Regions from separate parts of the Mus musculus genome. Here region 2 is linked to region 1. Evidence: chromatin contacts called from public Hi-C data. All regions are on one chromosome and are shown on one strand. Each heading gives the region's core, a stretch centred on a gene start, on an enhancer-like site or on the middle of the called end of the contact. The rest is flanking DNA. Distances are from core to core; before and after follow the strand shown.

Region 1 (6,432 bases), core at 924-3,423:
CATAGATTTATGCTGAGCATGGTGGCACATGCCTTTAATCACAGCACTTGGGAGTTAGAACTCTATGAGTTTGAGGCTAACCTGGTCTACATAGCAAGTTCCAGGCCAGATGATCCTGTCTCAATAAAACAAACAAACAACATAGATTCAGGTTTTTCCATTATAGCAATGGCAGAAATAAACAAACAAACAAACAAACAAACACCAGACAACAAAAATAACATACAAGGGAATGCCACGCGTTAAAAGCAAATGAACTTCTTGACCAGTGCAATGATTTGGGTGACTCTCAGTGGCACTATACTGAGGGAGACGGACCAGTCTCTAAATGTTATCACTGCTTGACTTGGTTTCTACGAAGTTCAAGAACAATCGATATGAATCCCTAATGGAAATCAGTATGGAGGTTGCCTTTGGCAGGGGTCCACATATTCGGGGACACTAGAGCAATGGAAATGCTTTTTTTAAAATCTGTCTTATTAAATACTGTCTTAATTATGATTACTGTTGCTGTGATGAGACACAGTGGCATTAGTAAGAAAGGTTGATTTGGCTTATGTATCCTGAGTCACAGACCATTGAGGGAAACCAAAGCAGGAACTAAAACCAGGTGGGAACCTGAAGGCAGAAGCTGGCAAAGGAGCGCTGCTTACTGGCTTGTTCCTCACTGCTTCCTCAGCTTGTTTGCTTATAGAAGCTTTGCTCGGCTTTGCTCACAGATCTTATGGAGGCATTTTCTCAATTGAATTTCCCTCCTCTCAAGAGGACTCTAAACCGGGCGGTGGTGGCGCACGCCTTTTATCCCAGCACTTGGGAGGCAGAGGCAGGTGGATCTCTGTGATCGAGGCCAGTGTGGTCTACAGAGTGAGTTCCAGGACAGCCAGAGAAACCCTGTCTCGACCCCCGCCTCCCCCAAAAAAAAGGACTCTAACTTGTGTCAAGTTCACATAAAGCTGGGCAGGACAGACACTTAAGACCTATATATTTTATTATATCTAAATTATGCCTCATTTTTAAAAAAATGCCCACATTCCATCCCTTACTAAATCAATATCTAGAGTTAGGGCCTATGCAAAGATACTTTAAATTTTTTCCCAGGGCTAGGAATCTAGTTAGAGAGGGAGAGCACTCATTTAGTATGTGTAAGATATTGGGTCCAATTCCTAACATTAATATATATATATATATATATATATATATATAACCATCTCTAATGGAATCTGATGCCCTCATCTAGTGTGTCTGAAGACAGTTACTATATATCTGTATCTACATCTACATCTATATCTATATATCTATATCTATATAGTCTTAGACTGGTGTAATGGCACATACTTTTATCCCAACACATAGGAGGCTGAAGCAAGAGAATTGTGAGTTCAAAGTCATCCTGGGCTACATAGCTTACTTAGACTTCAGGCACAGAGTGGTTGGAGCAAGAAATATTTGGATGGTGCTGACTTATTTTCAAAGCCTTTTGGCAAGGCTTTCAGATTTGGAGGGGGGAGAAGGAGTTGGAGGTGAAAGGGTTATTTTTCATCTCCTTGAAGGGAACAGAACTGAATTTAATCTTAAGGTCTGGATGTGGCTAACTTATTAACACAGTTTTCCCTATTCACTAGCTGTGATTCTCCTTGACTAGGAGAGCTGCTTTTGAATTATCGCCTTTGAATTATAGTGAGTCATCGCAGGCAATAAAACAGCACTTCTTTGTCAATATTCTCTGCTTCCAATTTGTCACTAATTCCAGCTGGCCTCCTCCCAGCAGATCTGAACAACCGGAAGGCAGCCTGAATAGGATTTGATCAATGGCTCGCCCCCGCTGGATGAGCTTGAGGTTGTCTCTGTGGGCCCTGTCCTTAAAAGGTGTTCCAAAGGTGGTGATTTTTGTACAGAATAGAAGAGAGCTACCAGGGGCCTTGCTCCTGCTGTGCTACAATGGCAGGCTGTGGGGAGGCAGAAAGCTGAGAGGAGCAGAGACACAGGGCAGCTCCAGGGAAATGAGAGCTGAGTTAATCTATTGTAATGCTGTAACGTTAGCAGGCCCTTGTTTTGTAGTTTACAAACTATTCCAGGCAGCACCTCATTTCCACCCCAGACTGGTACTGACAGAGAAACTGGGGCCAGTGAGGTGGCAACGAGGGGCCATGGCCTCCCTGCTTCCGGTGCCTTTGGTCCTGCAGGCGGATTAGTCCAGCTCCTGGCCTGATCTCTCCTCCACTCACTGAGCCCGGGCAGCTGCTGTGTCATTTCCCTGGAACATCAGAAATGCCAGGAAGCATGCAAATGAATCCCTGGGAGACATAGCCCTGAGCAAAACAACTTCCAGCTTAGCAGCAGTAATTGCTACCCCGAGATGATAGCCTGTACCCAGATGTACCCAGATGTGTGGGAAGGAGGAGATGGGGGAAGAGAAAGGATGGGAAAACGAGAAGGGAGCAGACATACTAAGCAAGTGGCCCTGCCAGGGTTGGGGCTTTATGGAGGGGTGACAGGAAGAGAGTGAGTCAGACACCGAAGTGGGCTCTGTCCTGTTTGTCTGCAGACTGGAGTGTTCTGGACAAGCAGAGCAGAGCATTTAAGTCATTACATATGGGGCCCCTTTGATAGTGGGCACTTTCCTTGGTCCTGGGAATGCAAAGCCAGGAGATGTCAATTCCTGTCCACAGAATGACCCATAACTCCTGGGAGAGTGAGTGGTGAGTGTAGAGAAAGATCCAGTCATAATGGCTATCATTCATTCATTCAGTATTTATTTACTTACTTAGTTGGTTTTGGTTTGGAAATTTTGTCTTTTAAGAAGGTTCTCCCCAGCCAGGCAATAATGGCACAGGCCTTTGATCCCACACTGTGGGCAGGCGGTGGCAGGGGGGTGGGGTGGGGGGGATAGCACAAGGATCTCTGAATTTAAGGACAGCCTGGTCTACAGAGCGAGTTCCAGATTAACCAGGGCTACGCAGAGAAACCCTGTCTCAAAAACAAAACAAAACAAAACAGCTCTCTTCATAGCCCAGACTGGCCTCAGACTTGTGGCTCTCATTGTGCTTCAGCCTCAGGTGCTGGTATAATCCATGTGCAAGCCAACACAGCCATCTTCAATCATTATTTATTAATCACTTACTATATGGCAGACATTGTGTTAGGGATACAGTAGTGAACAAAACACACCAGAATTTCCACCGGCATGAAGCTTACCTTTAAGGGAAGGGAGGTAACAAATTGTACAACTAAATCAGTGTTAGCCGTACTCACCCTGATTCGTTAGAGACCCGGAGCCAATGGGATGGAAGCATGCCAAAACACTCTTATTGTAAGGACTCAGCCAATTCAAAACTATTTTTAAGGATTTATTATATGTGTATGGGTGTTTTGTGTGTGTGCTATGTATGTGCCTGGTACCCATAGAGGCCAGAAGAAGGCATCTGGTCCCCTAGAACTGGTGTTACAGGTGGTTGTAATCTGCCATATGGGTGTTTGAAACCAAACCTGGGTCCTTTGCCCACCTCCCCCCCCCCCCCGTATGTATAACATACAAGAAGGAACAGTGGAAAAAGAAGCAGAAAGGTGGTAGAATGGCCCACTGAAGCTATTTGAGTAACAGAGGAATTTGTACTACACACAAAATGAGAGCCCTTACAGATATGAGAGTGGGGCAGTGACCCAATGTATACATAATGTATACATAACTCTGGAGACAGAGGCAGGTAGATCTCTAGTTCTAAGCCAGCATATGTACAAAATGAGTTCTAGGCCAGCCAAGGGCTACAATATTGTCAGTCTTTCTCTTCCTCTCTTTCTCCTTCCCTCCCTCTCTCTCTCCCTCCGTCTCTTTACACGCTCGCGCACACACACACACAAACAAATTTGTCAGGTGGTGATGGTGCATGCCTTTAATTTCAGCACTTGGGAGGCAGAGGTAGGCAGATAGATCTCTGAGTTTGAGGCCAGCCGGGTCTATAGAGTGAGTTCCAGGACAGCCAGGGCTGTACAGAGAATCCCTGTCTTACCCCATCCCCAAACAATCACAGTTGAGAATGAGAGACATAGAAAGCTATTGTGACAACCTCACCCCCACCCCAAAGAGAAACAGTCTAGACAGAAAGACATTGAAGAAAACTCTTAAAAATTGTGATAGGGGGTCCTGAAGTTCTTCATATCTGATGGCTTTTGGCAGCAAAAACAGTCAGTGCTCTTATTACCCGCTGAGCCATCTCGCCAGCCCCGCTGTTTTGTTGTTGATGTTGTTATTTTGTTTTCAGAACTTCAGAACAAAGGGCCCTGCTTATGAGTTATACCTCCAGCCTTCCCTGTTCAAGTATTGATATTATACCTGGGTGTCTTCAGAGATACCCAGAAATGATGTTTAACCAAGTTTCTAGAGCCAGGTAGACTGGCAAATGCTTCTAATTGAAACTCTTGCAGGTGGTAACAGGGCACTCAGGAGTTTAAGGTCAGCTAAATAGGGAGTCTGCAGCCAAGTTGGACAACATGAGACCTAGTCTCAAATTCCTTTCGTTGTGCTCCCTGTGGTGTTGTCAAGTTGACAGATAAAATAAACCATCACAGTTGGTGATAGGGCAAGCAAATAGAACTGCTGGTGGGATGCTGGTGGGATGCTGGCTGCACACTTATATCGAATGATGGGGGGAGGTTTTACTGAGTATGTATCGTTCAAATGAAGATTTGAAAGCAATGAGTGAAGCTGGACATGGTGCTGGACACATTGAATTCCAGCACTTTTAATGCCTCAGTGGGTGGGTCTATGAGTTCAAGGCCAGTTTAGTCTACAGAGTAAGTTCCAGGACAGTCAGGGATACACAGAGAAACCCTGTCTTGGGGAAAAAAATAAAAACCAAAACAGAAAGGAAAAAGAAAGAGATCAGCAAGTGAGCAGGCATGCAGATTTGTAAGTGTTCCAGGCAGCAGCAATAGGCACAAAGGCCCTGAGGCAAGAGAGTCTGTGTTGTGTTGGCCGTGCCTGGAACCCAGCCCAAAGAAGGAACAGTGGAAAAAGAAGCAGAAAGGTGGTAGAATGGCCCACTGAAGCTATTTGAGTAACAGAGGAGTTTGTACTACACACAAAATGAGAGCCCTTACAGATATGAGAGTGGGGCAGTGACCCAATTTGGCCTATGGTTTGTTTTGTTTTGCTATTTTGTTTGTTTTTATTGAGACAGAGACTTACTCTATAGCCCTGGCTGGCCTGGAACTCACAGAATCCACTTACCTCTGCCTCCTGAGTACTGGGATTAAAAGCCGGGCCATCATGCCCGGCTCTTGGTTTGTTTTTAAATAGGATCCCTTTGGCTTTCTGTGTGATGAGTAGACTATAGAGGGAGCTAGAGGCAAAGTCTGGTGCTGGATCTCAGTTGGTCGAGTGCCTACCTATAGAACACATGGCTCTGGGTTCAATCCCTAACACCACATAAAACTGTGCATGGTGGTACATGTGTGTAATCCTAGTACTTGAAAAGTGAAGGAAGGAAGAGAGGGAGTTTAAAGTAATCCTCTGCTAAGTAGACAAGCATCTGTTTGAGTCCAGCCTGGGCTTCATGAACCCCCAGCTCAAAAACAGCTCTGTCCCAGGGTCAGAGGAGCAGATAAAGTACTATTGCACTAGTCCCAGCAAAAAGATGACCATGGAGATGATGACAAGCAGTGGATTCAGATATGTTTTAAAGGAAGAGCCAACAGTATTTGCTGATGGATTGATGGAGGAGCTAAAGACTATGAAAGAAGGTGTCTTGGCCGAGATAGTGTGGTATGAAATGGACAATTCAAATTCAAAGGGACACAGTGGACTCAATCCGTGTCCTTAGCTGTGAGGCCTTGGCCAAGTTGCTCTGAACCTCTTCATCTGTACAAACTTGGGTATAATGTGTGAATGAAAAGTTCTGAAAAGAATCTGCATCTGGCTGCGAACAAAAACTCCTGGAAAAAAAAAAAAAAAAGCTCCTGAAAAGAAGCTGCAGAGACGAGTTGGCTGATAAGGATTTTAGTACTGTGGAAAGACTGGAATGTTGCAGGGCCAGAAGCTAGTACATTATCTTGGGCTGAGTTCTGTGCCTTCTGTAACAGTCATGCCTTGCCTCCCCATCCCCCTACCTTACTAGGACTAACATCGGGTGACAATAGATAAAAACCTCAGAATCTACCGACCTAGCAGGTGACTAGCTTCTACCAATCCAAAAGCCAAGAATGCCATTAGATAATATTTTGAATATATAGACAGGCTTTCTCCATCTCCATGTCTCTGCCTCTCTGGTGTACCTACCAATGTATTTTATTTTGGTCTTAGTTTTGTTTATTTTTCCCCCAAGACCATTTCTCTGTGTAGCCCTGACTGTCCTGGAAGTCGCTTTGTAGGCCAGACTGGCCTCAACTCAAGGATCCCCCTGCTTCTCGCTCCTGAGTGTGTGTCTCACCTTGCCC
Region 2 (5,842 bases), core at 2,212-4,711, 250 kb after region 1:
ACATACATGTATGTAATAACAATTAATAAAAAAAGAGGCTGTGCATTTGAAAGAGACCAAGGGGAGGCTTGTGGGGAGGGACGGAATTAGGAAGTATTATTTTAAATATATTATAATCTCAAAAAGAAAAAGAAAAAAATTTTAACTTTTGACAAAGTCTGTTTTACCCATTTTTGCTGTTATTGCTTATGTTTTTCATGTGACATATAAGAAACAATTGCTTAACCCAATGTCATAATCTATGTTTTATTTGAAGAGTTTGATAGTATTTAGCATTTACATTTTTATATTGGATCTAAGCCAACTATTTTTACATGGTGTGATGCAAAGATCTAACTTCATTGTTTTACATCGTGCTGTCCAGTTGTCCCACTCAGTGATCTTGGACCCTGCTACAGAAAATCACATGACTGTAAATGTGCCTTATTCTTCATCTCTGAGCTCAGTTCCATCACCTATGCATCTGTCCTTAAGTGACCATAATACTCCTAGATTACCATCACTTTGTAGTTAAGTTTGAATATTAGAAAGTATGGGTTTCCCACGTTTTGTCCTTTATTTTCAAGACTATCTGGACCATTCCTGGTTGGATTTGTATATAAATTTTGGGACCAGCCTCTCAGTTTGTGCAGAGGAGCTGTGATTCACAGCTCCATTGGACCATGCTGAACCTGTCATCTTATTTCTTGCAGTTCCTTATGTATTAATGATGGGCACACCTTCAGTCCTTCATGTACAAACTGATGAAGCCTGAGTCCTCCTCTGTGTTCCTCTCCTGCTAGTCATCACTAACCCCCCACCCCTCTCTCTCTCTCATCACACACTGAATCCAGCCTCACAAACCACAGTGGATCCACCAATAGCTTCCACTACTTGCCCTGCCTCAACTCTCTTTCGTGTTTAATCCTTCACACAAACTACTAATAAGCTAATTTTCCTTAGGAAAAGTTTCAATCAAGTCACTTGTCTTATCCCAAATCCTTCAATGTTCCTCTACTTTAGGTTATGATTCAAAGTCCCTCCTGATCTACCTCTGGCTTGCCTTTAAAATCCTATTGCTCAATAAGCCTTGACCTGTGATGTCACCCCACAGGCAACTGCTTACCTCACTCACTGTGCGTCTTCATGTAAGTAGGCCTTTTGTCACATGTCGCCTTGTGGCTAAACACTACCTTTTTCCATGTCTACGTTATAGCCATAGTCATTCTTTAAATTCCATCTCCTCCATAAATGGAAAAAATACTAGGAGCTAATATTTTTTGAGGACTTTACCCAGGAAGGATACAGTACTGTTCTATGAACTTTATTTGTATTAACACATTTTAGACCTCATAAAAATATAAGGCAGGTGTGTCATGAAATTTATTTTCTAGATGAGAAAACTGCAGCACAGAGTTCAGAAGTCTACAGAGTATCACACATTTATTAAGTTTCAGAACTGCAGCCTGTCACCAGAGTTGGACCTTTAAATTATTACAATTTACCTGCTTCTATGACTTTCTGAACTATATGGTTTGGCAGGTCAAGCACCAGCTATGTCACCTAGGTTGTTACCACAAGCAGGGCCATGGCAGAGTATTACTTTTAAGTACTAATTTTCTCAAGCAAACTCTGATTTTATTATTTCCTCATTTTTAAAAGCCTTCACTGGTTTGCCTAGTGCTGACAGAATACGGTACAAATTTTTATAGCTAAGAGTTTGAGCTCTGCTTTTCCAGTCTTTGGGACTTCTGCCTCTCACCCACTTTACAGTCCAGCCAAGCTGAACCACTGCTCCTCTCCAACAGCACCTTCTTCCAACCCTGGTCTCACTGTTCCCTTTCTACACAATTATCCTTCCCGGCAATTTCTGTATATTCAAACTTGACCCAGATTTTATAAATATGCATAGACACTTTCTAAAGATGTAGTAATTAGGTACCCTTTAGAACCCAGATCAAATGTTACCTCCTTAATTAAGCCTTTTTCTGAAGTATTTATCTCCTCTGAATGCCTATAGCATCCTAAATTTTATGGTTCTTGTAACTTCCCATGTTTTGTTTTATTCAAATGTGTGTGAATATGAAAATCAATCTCTATCTAACATTTTAAAAATTTCCCTAACTTCCTTGAACGTAGAATCAATACTTTAGACATAGTAGACATTCAATAAATAGTCATTAAACGAGTAAGTGAATGAAATGCCACCCCAGATAGCTTTTGGGAAACCTTCCCTAACGGCTTTAACACTGCTACTCCGTGCCCTGTAAATCATTAATTTTAAGTTTTTATGAAAGTATAAAATCTCTTCCCCAGAAGGGAGGGGGAAGACAGGCATCTCATTACACTACATTAGTAAGCTCCTTATAAACACACAAGACATGCATTTGAAATGCAGTTTTCTTGATGAGAAACCTGATCCCCCAGCCTTCAGTCTGGTTTTCAGAGGGGGCTATGCAAATGAGGAGAAGCAGGCACAGAAACTTCAGCAGGTCTTTATTTGGGGGAGGATGTTTGAGCCTGAGGAGAAGAAAAGCTAGGGGTGATGACAGGCAAAGTACTTGGAGGTAAAAGAAAAGCCCCCAAACCTCTGAGGTGTTCACCCACAGCTTCTGCTCTGCACCCTTGACATTATTCCCTGGCGCCATTTTCCCTCCAGCACTGGGTGGTGGTGTCAGGGGAGTGGAGAGCATGTGTTTATTATTGGTTTGTTAGGGAATTATGAAACTAAAGTTCTCACTCCCAGGTAATGGGATGCCAGACTGACAGTGTTACAGTCATGATCATGGCTGCTGATAGGGCACAGTAACCCTAACTTGTCTGCCTAGCCAGGCCCGTGAGAGAGACAGGCTGCCAGCGGGTCCCATTTCCTGACTTTTGCTTATATCTCACCTCTGTAAGGCAAGCATCTCCCATGTTTTCTAACAAGCACTAGCAACCCTCTAGAGCAGTGTTTTTCAACCTGTGGGTCACGACCCCTCTGGAGTCAAGGAACCCTTTTATGGGGGTTGCAAATCAGATATCCTGCATATCAGATATCAGTTCATAACAGTGGCAAAATTACAGTTATAAAGCTGCAACGAAAATATTTTTATGTTTGGGGGTCACCACAAACGAGGAATTGACTGTATTAAGGGGCCACAGCACTAGGAAGACTGAGAACCACTGCTCTAGGTACTCCCTCACTAGATATAAAAATGAGAAACTTAAAAGTTGACAAACTGTTTAGCCAGCTGCAGATGGAGAGTACTAATGCATTGAGCCCCCACAGTCAGCCTGAGAGACGTTCTTGCCAGCAGCAAAGCTCCTCTCTAAGATATAAATACTAAAGTCACTGCATTTGATGGAATTCAGAAGAGGGCTCTGTCAGAGACCCAAAGAATCACTCATCAGTCCCGAATGTGAGGCCGGTCAACTTTTCTTCTCTGTGTGTTTTCTATACTTTTGCAATCCTATCTCAACTCAGGTACTGCTGACTCATTCTGCAAAGACTCAAGCTGTCAGGGGACTCAGCATATGGCGAATGCCTCAGTGATTTCAGATCTATTACAAATAGTTGTGGGAGGCAGGAATTGGAGTGGGGCTCCCTGCAGTGAGGATGATGTGTCATTTCTTTGGGGGGCCACGGGTGCCTCTTGGACACATTTAAGGCATTTAATTTCCTATGTTGTTTTTTTTTTTCTCTGCTTTTAGCATCAGGCAAGCTGTACTGGTTTCCCAGACATCTAAAACATCCAAACCTATAAAATAAAAACCAAATCTTAAAACTCTCCAAATTCACCAACCAACCCACAACCTGTCCTCTCTTTTTTTCTTTTAATTTTTATGACGTAGCACTTTAAAGGAATATTTTTTTTTCCTCTCATTGCTGAGCCCATTACATAAAAACATAGATTCTAATTGGCATCTCTTTCTATGCTGGCCTTGTAGTATACGTAATTCTCTCATTAATTATATTTCACCTTGGCAACAGGAAGGGATGTACACTATTTTTAGTGTATTATTACTTATCTCTTGCTGTACTTCTTGGAAGTAAACCATTCTCATTCACTCACACAAGAGTGAGTGAGTCATACAGAATTAAAGGACCATGCCAGTGGCCCAGAGTGACTCGTCAGAGCTAGAATTAGTATACAAATTCCAATTCGAATCCAATGGTGTCATCACTGAGTCCCATGGCTTTAAGGCTTTTTTTCATTCTGAAAGGCTAGACACCCCCACTCCCCGCCCCCCAGCAAGCAGGGTAGATATTATCTTGGCAGGTGGTGGGCTGGACAGAGAGGCAGGTCTGGAAGACAATGGAAAGAATATGAATCCTAACGCTTGCTGTGCTAATAGCCCACTATGTGTTCTGGGATAGGACATTTCACTGCTCTGTAACCACCAGGAGTGCCCATGGTGCAAATTACATTCGGCTTTGTGTCATATTGTTTGAGCATATATCTCCTCAGCCCCGCTTTGCAAACTCCGCAGTACCTAGTTCAGGGAGAAGACTGGCACGGAGTCAGAAGAGCCTGGATCCAGTGTGTGTGTGGTGACATGTGCAGATCACTTTGTTTTTGAGCCTTGTTTTCCTTCTCTATAAACCAAGAATGATATTCTCCCTCTCATATGTTATTGTAGAGATTAAATGATACAACATTTGTGAATGTCTTCTCCCAGCATTAGGCACATAGTAAGCACTGCATAATGCTGGATGAATAAATGAATGGCTTTAAGTCAGGCCCTTTGAGTGCTATGTTAATTCTTAAAGCCCGTTAGGATTCTGTGGAGTTCAGCACAGCACACCATAGCAGTGACTTCCTGAGTAATACTCTAATGGTCCCCAAAGGCAGAGAGAAATTTCATAGTGTCACTGCCTGGTTATACCTGTTCTGGGAATACAGTAATTCATTTTCCAGTGCTGCCAATCTATTACCTTTCACCAAACACAAAATTCACTTTAAGAGGGGGCAGAAACACAAGTGCCTTTCTGTTATATAGAGGCTGGAAGAATATATTATTAAAATCGAAACCAACTTCTCTGATTTCTTAGGCAAAAAAATCAGATTGGAAGCCAAAGAGCTATTTGGCCTTTGCAGACCCTGGCTAGTGATGCCCTTGGGGAAAGGCGAGGGCTGGAGCCATTCCAAGCTGTAGTTGCACCGACGACCATGGACTTCCTGCCCATGCTGATGTTCTCCATACTTGTCTCTACTCTCTCACCAAGCCTCGAAGAATTCACAGTTTACCCAGAGCACACCTCAGTTCATGTAGGGTAAAATTTAGGCAGGTATCTCTGCTTTTCATTTCCTAATCATATTTCTTCTTGCCCTTTAAAATCTCTCTTTCACTGCAATCACACTGCTTTGCAAACTTACGTGGACAATAATGACTTGTTAACAATAAACATGGCCCTAGCCCTTCCCTTGCCCTTTCTGACTCAGGGGGGCCTCACTGAGATTCAAAGGCGAAATCCTGCCATATAGTTAGCACCTGGTGCAGCTCATCACAATATAATATCCTCTCCCAGGTGATTGGAAATCGGCGCAATGCTGTCACACAATGAGGTGTGCAAGAAAGAGTTTGGGGATTGATTTCCATCATTAACTTGCTATTGCATGGTTTTTGTGGGACTTAAAAAGAAATGCAGTTTTATTACTTTTAAGTACCGCACATAGAGTAACTCCAACTTATCATATTTTGGCAGTTATTTTTCTGGGGCAGGATGTATTTTAAACATGTCTACGTTGGAGTGTCTGGTGGATCATTTAGGATCAGTGTCCTGTTGCTTGATGAAATCCAGATCACTTCAATGAAATCCAGATGGGGAAACTGGGTCTCTGGCAATGGCTGCCAGATCTTCTCCATATGAAATCTCTCT

Evidence for each region. Hi-C and Micro-C count contacts between places; a contact is called where the count stands out from the background.
Region 2: a contact with region 1 is called in a Hi-C map of the N1E-115 cell line, with 3 times the contacts expected there. The contact joins two enhancer-like sites. A contact is called at or near these places in 2 of 39 promoter capture datasets (hippocampal neurons and liver) and 1 of 484 Hi-C or Micro-C datasets (the N1E-115 cell line).

What each region holds. Positions count from the first base shown.
Region 1 is chrX:102,164,973-102,171,404 of GRCm38.p6, forward strand. No RefSeq gene overlaps it. Among named protein-coding and RNA genes, the nearest start is that of Ercc6l, 11 kb to the left of the region's middle. Within about 2 kb of position 2,174, at least 54 of the 459 cell types and tissues checked have an H3K27ac peak or open chromatin away from gene starts, as enhancers often do. A contact at or near this core is called in the N1E-115 cell line, where this site is marked.
Region 2 is chrX:102,413,095-102,418,936 of GRCm38.p6, forward strand. All of the region lies in intron 7 of Hdac8 (histone deacetylase 8), which reads right to left. The region is part of intron 4 of Gm32262 (a long non-coding RNA gene); the gene reads left to right. Among named protein-coding and RNA genes, the nearest start is that of Hdac8, 89 kb to the right of the region's middle. Within about 2 kb of position 3,462, at least 6 of the 459 cell types and tissues checked have an H3K27ac peak or open chromatin away from gene starts, as enhancers often do. A contact at or near this core is called in the N1E-115 cell line, where this site is marked.